Regions from separate parts of the Pan troglodytes genome. Here all the other regions are linked to region 1. A link is a contact called in public HiChIP or PLAC-seq data. All regions are on one chromosome and are shown on one strand. Each heading gives the region's core, a stretch centred on a gene start, on an enhancer-like site or on the middle of the called end of the contact. The rest is flanking DNA. Distances are from core to core; before and after follow the strand shown.

Region 1 (3,478 bases), core at 857-3,356:
ATAAGCAAATAATGTTTCTGGCTATATTCCAATAAAATTTTATGGAAACTGAAATTTGTATTTCGCATAATTTTTATGTCACTAAACATTCTTCTTTTTTTCTCAACCATTTACAAATGTATAAATCACTCTTAGCCTTCAGGCCACACAAAAACAGGTGCTGGGCTGGATTTGGCCCATGAGCTGTATGTAGTTTGCCAACTCCTGACCTAAAGCAAAAGCAAAGAGGCTGCAGATGGGGGATTTCTGTCAGTCAGGTTCCCAACAGCCCATATTACCCACAAAACAAAGGCCCAGCACATGGACAGCAGCTACACCCAGAGTGCCTGCTAACAACGCTGGCCTCTAAACACTGACCATTATCTCTGCTTCCTTTCTCCCCTCAATCCTGAAGAGCCAGAGTCTACAAGGGCCTGGGGGCGGGAAGGGAGAAGAGAATCAAAGGACAGAAACAGGAAATCAACTCACTCCGTTTCTCCACTACAGGTTTCTGGGCCTGAACAAGACTCAACCTCGAGAGGGGAAGGAGAGAGAAGCGGGGAAAGGAGATAGGGGAAAGAGAGGGGGAAAAGGGAGGGAGAGAGAATAGAGATTTTAAACTAGGTAAGGCCAGACTTTACAATACCTTAAGCTAATGGGAAAGCGTTAGTCAACCCAGATTCACACAAGTGGGGAATAATTAATGTTTACAGTCAGTGGTTAAAAAAAAAAAGAATAAAAGAATAAAATTGTCCTTTATTTTCAAACTACCAAAGCCTAGTTCACTCAATAAGCCAGTTACATAACGAAAGGATGGACCTTTATCCAGAATACGTAAAGAACTCTTACAAATCAATAAAGATCCTCCCAAAAGAAAAACAGAAAATGGTCAAAGGATATGAATAGGCAATTCAAAAAAACAAAACAAAAAACCACAAAGACTAATACATGCGAAGAGCTCAACAACACAAATAGTCAAGGAAACGCAAGTAAAAGCAAATATCATTTCACAAATATCGGACTAGAAAAAATTTAAAGTCCGTCAAAACCAGGTGTTAGAATCTGCCTAAACGAATGAAAGAAGTCCCAGAGCAATGCACCAATTATTCACTACGTGTTTGTACCCCAAGGAGTCACTACCTATTCGAATGTTAAAATTAGTGGCACTAGGGCAGTCATTCTTTGGCAAAAGTCAACAACCTCCAGAAAAGAGGAACATTTCAGCATAACATCAACTGCGCTCACAAGGTAGAAAAGTTTTTTAGGATAATCAGGTGGGGAAGCCACGCCCACATTTCCTGGACGTGAGATTTCAAGTTATCTGGTGTGACCGCTCCCTACGATTTATGATACAAGAAATGTTCACAGGGTTTCCAAGAACTCGAAACGCCCCAAAACAGACGCAACGCGGGATAAAGAGGAGAGCTCGAGCTCAGCGATGTAGGGTCTGGGCCCCAAGGCTTCCACTGCCAAGGAAGCTGCAGGCACTGACAGGCATTAGGCACACTCATCCCGACTCCACTCGCCCGCAGGCAGGCCCGCAGCCCCTTCCCCCCGCCCCCGGGACGTCGAGGCCGCCGGCGTTTCTGGACGCGGAACCCGCTCCCTCCCACCACGACGCCCAGCGGACAGAAGAGGGTCAGGGGCCCCGCCGCCCCGAGAGCAGACCGATCTCCCGCCGAGGCCTCGCCCACGGACGACAGCTGCTGGGAGACTAGGAGGGAGCTGGGAGGAGGAGCCGCGACCCTGGCCCGCCCAGAAGCAAAACAGAAACACAATGCAGAGGCGACGGAACGCAGCCCGGCCCGCAGCCGAGCTGTTCCGCCGACGGGAGCGAGATGGCCGCCCCCTCCCCGGGCCCCGCCGCAGCCCCCGCCGCCGCGTCGGCCCCACAAGCCGCCACCGCCCACTGCCGGCCCCCCTTCGCTTGCCCGCCCGCCCTCCTGGGACACGGCCCGCTCCACCCCTCGCGGCTGCTCACCGCGCTGAGGCGTATCCCGCGGGGTGGCTGCGCCGCCATCTTGAGCGAGCTACAAAGCCAGGAACGGCCTCCGCCGCAACCCGACTGGGAGGTGGCGGAACGACTGTGGAGCCCTGTGGGTACCGCCCACTTCCGGGGAGGGGCGCGCGTCTGGCCCCTCCCACCCACTTCCGCCTCCAGGCAATGCCGAATTGGGAGCTTGGGGAAGATGAATTGCCTGACTGGTTAAAGCAGGGTACAGTGGGAGCTGAGCTTCCAGCGCGGGGCCCTGCGGGCCTAGGGCGCATGCGCGAGGCGCGGCGGGCCCGTACCCGTCTCGACACCCAGCTGGACCTCGAGACTCGGGGATCTAGAGTTTGAAGCCTGGCGCGAGATGCGGTATACCCGAGACCGGTGAACTCCAGTCACTTGACCTGGTCGGATGTGAATTGCGCAGAAAAAAGCCATTCCATATCCACCAGTGTCCATGTGAAACCTTAACGAAATAAAGACGGAAATTAATGTAGACTGTTTGGATTTGCCCTGAAAACTATCAATCTAACTCATGATTAAAAAAAAAAAAAAAGAGTTCTAGGGCCGGGCGCGGTAGCTCACGCTTGTAATCCCAGCACTTTGGGAGGCCGAGGCGGGCGGGCGGATCACCTGACTTCGGGAGTTCGAGACCAGCCTGACCAACATGGAGAAACCCCATCTCTACTAAAAATACAAAATTAGCCGGGCGTGGTGGTGCATGCCTGTAATCCCAGCTACTCGGAAGGCTGAAGCAGGAGAATGCTTGAACCCAGGAGGCGGAGGTTGCAATGAGCCGAGATTGCGCCATTGCACTCCACCCTGGGCAACAAGAGTGAAACTCTGTCTCAAAATAAATAAATAAGAGTCCTAAAGGCATAAGGCCGGTGCAGTGGCTCATGCCTATAATCCCAACACATTGGGAGGTCGAGGTTGGGGGTTCACTTGATAGGGGTTCAAGACCAGCCTGGCCAACATGGTGAAACCCCATCTCTACTAAAAATACAAAAATTAGCTGGGCATATTGGTGGGCGCCTGTAATCCCAGCTACTCGGGGGGCTGAGGCAGGAGAAGTGCGTGAACCCAGGACAAGGAGGTTGCAGTGAGCCCAGATCGCGCCACTGTACTCCAGCCTGGGCGACAGAGTGAGACTGTCTCAAAAAAATTAATTAATTATTTTTAAAAAGAGAAATTGGCTGGGTGCAGTGGCTCATGTCTGTAATCTCAGCACTTTGAGAGGCTACATTGCGAGGGTCTCTTGAACCCAGGAGTTCGAGACGAGCCTGGGCAACACGAGGAGACCTCATCTTTACAAAAAAAAAAAATTGAATTAGCTGGCAGGGCGTGGTGGCTCACACCTGTAATCCCAGCACCTTGGGAGGCTAAGGCGGGCAGATCACTTGAGGTCGGGAGTTTGAGACCAGCCTGACCAACATGGCGAAACCCCATCTCTACTAAAAATACAAAATTAGCCGGGTGTGGTGGCACATGCCTGTAATCCCAGCTACT
Region 2 (3,347 bases), core at 790-3,289, 160 kb after region 1:
ACCTGCGCCTCCTAGATTCAAGTGATTCTCCTGCCTCAGACTCCCAAGTAGCTGGGACTACAGGCGTGTGCCACCACACCCAGCTAATTTTTGTATTTTTAGTAGAGACACAGTTTCATCATGTTGGCCAGGATGGTCTTGATCTCCTGACCTTGTGATCCACCCCCTCGACTTCCCAAAGTGCTGGGATTACAGGTGTGAGCCACCACGCCCGGCTGCATGCATTTCTTTAATGCAATACACGAGTCCTGTGAGATGGGTATTAGGCCCAAGATGAGGATATTAGAAGTCAGGCCATTCGGAAAATTGCCCATGTCACACACCCAGCAGCTAGCAGAACCAGATTCGAGCTCAGGTCAGTGAGATAGTACAGGTCTCCACTACATTATGCTACTGATAAAATTATTGGTTCAGTTCTTAAATAGCTCTTTTGCCAATGATCTTGCAATCTATCCTGGATATGTCTCCTGTGAGAGATTGAAGAGTTCAGTAAAACCGACAGTTATACAGCCTATAAATAACTAGACACACAAAGAAGTAATCACACAAGAAGTGTATCTGCTCAGATACCTTAAAATCGAAAATGTCAGCAAGAAATCTCTCTCTTTACCCATTTTTAATTTCACAGAAAATCAAATTCAGGGTTGGGCACTGTGGCTCATACCTGTAATCCCAGCACTTTAAGATGCCGAGGTGGAAGGATTGCTTGAGCCCAGGAGTTTGAAACCAGACTGGGCAACATAATGAGACCTTCGTCTCAAAATAATAATAATAATAATAATAATAACAACAACAACAATATAGAAAAAGAAAAAAACAAGTTCAAGAGAAAAACCAACTGCCAGATCCCAAAAAAGTTCCCTGTAAATATGTTTATATGAAGGAACATTTCTCAGTTCGATGAAAATGAGGACACTGACCCTACCACATAAGCAAAAACATTTAGCAACAGATAACAGATATGTACTATTAGTAATAAAATTGATAATGATCCTTAGTCCACAGCACAGAAACACTCATCACCAATGGGCTTAATCAACTCTGGGACACACTGTTTTGAATGTGGTCTTTCAAAGTGGTAATTAAATTGTACTGGAAAAAATTTAAGCCACCTAATGGCAGCAGACTTGTGGGGCCGGGGGGACGGTCTTCCCTCGCCTTACCAAAAAAATCCTAGCAAAGTCTTCCCAATTGTGGGGCTGCAGTCGCGAGTGTAAGGCAACACTGCAGGTAACAGTCCCCGCGAGCAGCCGGTAACCCTGCAGGGCGCAGGGGCCAGGCTGGCAGAGCGCGCACTGCGGCCCAGATCCCTTCTCCTGGGGACTGGCTGGAAGACTGGGGTCTTCCCCAACGAGGAAAGCCCTCAGTTCTCACAGGTCTGCGTCCCCAGCCTCGTCCCCAGCCTCCTCCCCAGCCAGGGCACGAGCAAACAAAGGCTGAGCGTCTCGTCGTGGGCCGGCCCCGGGAGGGCGCGCGGGCCGCGACCCACCCCTGACCTGCACCTGCCGCCCCGCTCGGCGAGGGCGTGGCCGGCATCACATCCTCCGCGCCAGGGTCGGGTAACCCGAGGGGACCCCACCCAGTCTCCCCGCTGCCCTCCCGGTCTCCGGCCCCGAGCTCCCCGCCCCCGCACTGCAGCAGAGCGCGCCGCAGGCCCGGGCCGCACGCCGGTAAGCCACCTGCACCCCGGGCCGCCCCACGGCGCCGCCCAAGCCCTCTGGACCCGGAGAAGGACCCGTGGGCCGGCGGGGAGGAGACGCCCGGCTCCTCCGGCTTCGCCCAGCAGCTGAGGACTGGACGCCGGACAGGGCGCGGGCACGACTTACCGCGGCAGTGGCCCTGTTGGCGGGCGCGCTCACGTGCGGCGCGGAGGAGCCCTTCGGGCTGCGGGAGAGAGACTGGGCAGGGCTGCGGCGCGGCCGGGAGCCAGAACCGCCGAGGAAGAGCCGGAGAACCAGCGGCAGCGGCTCTTCCCCACCGCGCGGATCGGGGCGGAGCCTGGAAGCCGGGCCTCGGCGCTTGGGGCGGGGCTGGAAGGCGGGGCTGGACGCCTGGAGGCGGGCTCAGGGGCGGGACCTGGAGGTGGGCCATAGGCGCGCGGGGGCGGGGTTTCCGCGGACGGGGCGGAACTAGAAGACGGGGCCTGACCGAAGGAGGAGGGATCAAGGGCGGGGCCTGGAAGTGGGCTGTCCGTACAGGGGCGGGGCTTCGACTGGCCGGGCTAGGTTGGAAGGCGGGGCCTGACTCATGAAGGCGGGATCAAGGGCGGTGCCTGGAGGCGGGCCATAACAACAGGGGCGGGGCCTCGACGGGCTGGGCTGGACTGAAAGGCGAGGCTTGACTCACGGAGGCGGGGTCAGGGGCGGGGCCTGGAGGTGGGCCTTAGACGCGGGGGCGGGGCTTCGGCTTGGGAGCAGGGCTTGGGGAGGGCGCCGGCGTGCTGGGGCGGTTCAGTCGCCTCAGCCGCGGTATGAGGGAGCGGGAGTCTTCCTTAGCTTCTCCGCCATGGGTGTCGCTTCGTAGCCGGGCTGCTCCGGGAAAGGCCTCGTACAGGTGAGCGGGGCGGCGTTCGCGCCTCACCTGGGGACCCCCGACACAACCGAGTGGAAGGGGACATTGGTCAGTGCCCGCCCAAGGTCGTCCGCGCGTGTGTCGGCCCTCGGAGGTGCTTTGGAGTCACTCACAGAAACGGAGAAGCGGGGGCTCCTCGAAGGGTGCGCGGCACCTGGTTCACCCCATCTTTTCCCTCTGGACCACGTCCAAGCCCTCCACACACGTTTGGGGCGCAGGGGGCGCGGCGGGCTTGGGACCCCCGCTAAGTTGCCCCAGCCCGCATGGGCCTCAGGTTTCCGACCCTGGGCGACAGGAGAGGTGAGATCATTTCTACCTGGACGGAGCTTATCACGTGGACTATGGCTCAGGAAGGAGACCTTGACGTCAACCTTAGAAAGCATTCATATCTCCAGACAATCCCCAGCCCCTGCCTGCCATCCTCTCGAGCGCTGAGACCTAGACGGTCCAGTCCGACCGCTTCAGGGCAGGACGCACCTGGAGGGTGCGCGGTAGGCAGTGCTCACCTGAGCACAGGCCCTGTCCCCACCCAGCTGTGGCTCCAGCCAACCCGAAGTGGGCCACTTGTGGATGAAGGCTGTCATTTCTGCAGTGGCCTCGCTCCTTTTAACTCCCGAGCGTCCTTTAGAAATGTTCAGACCAGGTCTGGAGTTCGTGAAGGCGAGGCAGTGGTCAATGAGCTTGGGAGGTGGGGGAAGTCATGAGCACTTGGAAGTTGTTTAGAACACTTTGTGTATATGCATGTTTCTAGGGGAGGGGTATATTATCAGCTTCCA
Region 3 (3,372 bases), core at 63-2,562, 190 kb after region 1:
GTAGTAGTTAGAATAAGTAATCTCTTGATCCCCGCCCCTCTCCTTAAGGAAGATGCTTTTAAGACCACACGCACGTATTTTATAACAAACATAAGCTCCCCGGGCGGGGGTGGGGGAACGAGAAGGCTCGCTTCCTTTTTGCCAGAGCCTATCAAAGCTCTGCATTACACAAATTGTCAAGTCCACCAAGGGCAAGTGCGCGCTAATCCTGTTTTAGCGATTCATTTCCTTTCCCGAGCAAATGCCTCTGGGCATCTATGAATGCGCCCTTTCAAGGAAAGCGAAAGCCCAAAGCGAGCGGAGACCCTTTCTTTGCAGAGAAAATGTTTCTCGCGTTGGAAGGAAAGCTGATGAACTCTAGCAGGGCGTTGCCCCCTCCCAGGAGGCCAGTTTTCCTGCACACAGCAGCGGCTGACAGTTCGGGGAGGGCCCCGGGCCGCGCACAGGCCCGCACAGGCCGGCGGGCGGGGCGCGCTGTTTGTCGCCGGGCCCGCCTGGGGCTCAGCGAATCACGGAAAGCGAAAACCGCCTCGCGGGAGGCGTGGGCTGAGCGCATCCCTAGGGGTCGGCGCCACCCTCCTCGGTCACTCAAGTGGACGGGTGGGGAGCCTGCGGCTGGCCACCTCCGCACCCTCGGAGCGCTCCAGGGGGCCCCAACCCAAGCCCTGCACCTACTCTTGAAGGCGACGGCCGCGTTGTTGACCAGTACATTGAGCCCCCCGTACTCCTTGCGCAGGAAGTCGCGCAGGGCGCGGATGCTCTGCAAGTCGTCGATGTCCAGTTGGTGGAAGCGCGGGCTCAGGCCCTCCGCCTGCAGCTGCTGCACGGCCGCCTGGCCCCGCGCCACGTCCCGCGCGGTGAGCACCACATCCCCAGAGAACTGTCGGCACAGTTCGCGCGCGATGGCCAAGCCGATGCCCCTGTTGGCCCCGGTCACCAGCGCCACGCGGCTGCAGGACGACATGGCTGAGCGGGGAGCGCGGGGCACCTGCGTGGAGGGCGGACCGGGCTTCGGACAACCTGGGGCGCGCCCCGAGGAGCCCAGCTAGTGTCAATGCCGCCGCGCAGACTAAGTTCTGGGATCCAGTGCTGCGAGTCTTAAAGAAAAAGGCCCCGGCTTCGGTCCCTCCCCTCCGAGGAGGGGCCGTCTGTGCCCTCTGTTCCAACTCCCGGGCCCGCCCCCTGCCCACGCTGCGCCCTTCAGGATCCGGGCTCTGAGCCGCGGGGTGATCTGCGAGGTGTCCGAAGCCAAATCGGACCTTGATGGGTCAGTCGGGGGCTCCAGATTCATGGCAACTGGACTGAAGAAATTATTTTGGGAAAACCCCAAAGTGAGAAAAACAAGTGCTGAGTAATTTTCTTGGGTGTGCGCCCATCATGCACTGCAAAATGTGAATGTTTGCTTTTTCCTAAGATGCAGTGACTTACTTAGACACAGTAACTGCTTCTCTGGACATAGGTTGCCTTGCTTGCTTAAAAGAAACTCAAGAGAGGGAACTAGATGCCCTGTGAGCGCACTTAGCAGGTGTGGGCAGGCGACATCGCTCTGGGATTCCCAGTGAATGTGCCCCCAAGTGGGAGGGAATGTTTTTATTTAATCCTACCTAACTCCTACGGGTGCTAAAAGTGTCTGCATTTAGGTTTGTCCAGGGAGGATATAGATCTATAAAGATCTGGATTGATCATATATTCTCACAGATCTGTGTACCGGCAAAGAAAGTTAAACGGAAACCAAATTCCCAAAGGTGTGTCAAGCTGTGGGCACAAAATTAGAGTCTCATCCATCGTCTTCAGTGTAAACTGAGTTGTTTGATCAGTGACTTTGATATCTGGGGAGAACTATGACATCATCACGACTCAGCCTTTTCCATGCAGAGCTGGCTAACCCGCCTGTGTCTCTGTTACTCTGACTCTACCTTCTCTCTCAAGTCCTTACTTGCGGTTCCGGAGGTGGGCCCCTGCTGTGATCTCCTACTGTGCCTCCCCCAGTATTTCCTTCTTTTTTCTTCTAAAGATCATTTGGTCTGGGCGCGGTGGCTCACACCTGTAATCCCAGCACTTTGGGAGGCTGAGGCGGGTGGATTATGCGGTCAGGAGTTCAAGACCAGCCTGACCAACATGGTGAAACCCCCATCTCTACTAAAAATACAAAAATTATCTGGGTGTGGTGGCATGTGCCTGTAATCCCAGCTACTTAGGAGGCTGAGGCAGGAGAACTGCTTGAACCCGGGTGGCGGAGATTGCAGTAAACCGAGATTGCACCACTGCACTCCAACCTGTGCAACAGAGTGAGACTTCTCAAAAAAAAAAAGATCATTTGGAACCTTGTTTTAAGGATACGGGGCTATTTAGGCTTTCTATTTCTGTTTTTTTTTTTTTTAATAGGGTCTTCTCTGTCACCCAGGCTGGAGTGCAGTGCTGCAGTCGTGGCTCACTGTAGCGTCAATCTCCTGAGCTCAGGTGATCCTCCCCTTTAGCCTCCCTAGTAGCTGGGACTACAAGTGTGCCACAGTCATGCCTGGATAATTTCTTTTTTTTTTTTTTTTTTTTGAGATGGAGTTTTGCTCTGTCACCCAGGCTGGAGTGCAGTGGCGCGATCTTGGCTCACTGCAACCTCCGCATCCTGGGTTCCAACGATTCTCCTGCCTCAGGCTCCTGAGTAGCTGGGATTACAGGCGCTGCCACTACGCCCAGCTAATTTTTGTATTTTTAGTAGAGACGGGGTTTCACCATGTTGGCCAGGCTGGTCTCGAACTCCTGACCTCGTGATCCACCCGCCTTGGCCTCCCAAAGTGCTGGGATTACAGGCGTGAGCCACCACACCCGGCCTGCCTGGATAATTTTTTACTTTATTTTATTTTTATTTTTTTTTTAGAGATGGGGGTCTCACTGTGTTGCTCAGACTGGTTGAACTCCTGGGCTACATCGCTTCTCCCTCCTTGGCCTCTCAAAGTGCTGGTATTACAGGCTTGTGTCACCGTGCCTGGCCTAGTTCTTCCTGAGTGACCTTACTTTCTGTTTTTCACAATTTTATTTTTTTAAATAAAGCATTGATCCTGTTTTATCATTTGGCAGGAAAACTAGACAATCCACCAGCCCAGGAGGGGACAAGCAGGATTAATCCTCCTCCTCGTCATCTCTGGCTCCAGCCCCACCCTGGCCCTTGCTGGCATTCTTCCTCTTCACGTGGCTGGGTTTGGCCACCCCAATAGGGAAGCAGAGGGAGAAGTCGATGTGCTTCTGGGAATCCAGGCGGATAGTGAAGAACAGGATATTTACCACCTGCTCACGGACACGGATATGACACTGTTGGATCAGCACATGAGCGTGGCAGATGGACTTAGCCAAGCCAAGCTTGAAGACCTGGGTCTG

What was found. HiChIP or PLAC-seq counts read pairs in DNA pulled down with a chosen protein or histone mark.
Region 2: a contact with region 1 is called in an H3K4me3 HiChIP or PLAC-seq map of stem cell-derived excitatory neurons, with 2.9 times the contacts expected there. The contact joins the promoter of DOP1B here to the promoter of MORC3 in region 1. A contact is called at or near these places in 3 of 7 Hi-C or Micro-C datasets (induced pluripotent stem cells and stem cell-derived neural progenitor cells) and 1 of 1 datasets of contacts at active chromatin or transcription factors (stem cell-derived excitatory neurons).
Region 3: a contact with region 1 is called in an H3K4me3 HiChIP or PLAC-seq map of stem cell-derived excitatory neurons, with 2.2 times the contacts expected there. The contact joins the promoter of CBR3 here to the promoter of MORC3 in region 1. A contact is called at or near these places in 4 of 7 Hi-C or Micro-C datasets (blood, induced pluripotent stem cells and stem cell-derived neural progenitor cells) and 1 of 1 datasets of contacts at active chromatin or transcription factors (stem cell-derived excitatory neurons).

The regions. Positions count from the first base shown.
Region 1 is chr22:37,030,915-37,034,392 of NHGRI_mPanTro3-v2.0_pri, reverse strand. MORC3 (MORC family CW-type zinc finger 3) reads right to left here and starts at 2,106. Exons shown (of 16, transcript XM_054675126.2): 1 at 1,961-2,106. The coding sequence starts at 1,999.
Region 2 is chr22:36,867,525-36,870,871 of NHGRI_mPanTro3-v2.0_pri, reverse strand. It overlaps DOP1B (DOP1 leucine zipper like protein B), which reads right to left and starts at 2,039. Exons shown (of 34, transcript XR_010154597.1): 1 at 1,827-2,039. It overlaps LOC107970138 (a long non-coding RNA gene), which reads left to right and starts at 2,120. Exons shown (of 4, transcript XR_008541581.2): 1 at 2,120-2,553.
Region 3 is chr22:36,845,112-36,848,483 of NHGRI_mPanTro3-v2.0_pri, reverse strand. It overlaps CBR3 (carbonyl reductase 3), which reads right to left and starts at 1,312. Exons shown (of 3, transcript XM_514884.7): 1 at 676-1,312. The coding sequence starts at 964. It also overlaps the pseudogene LOC470082.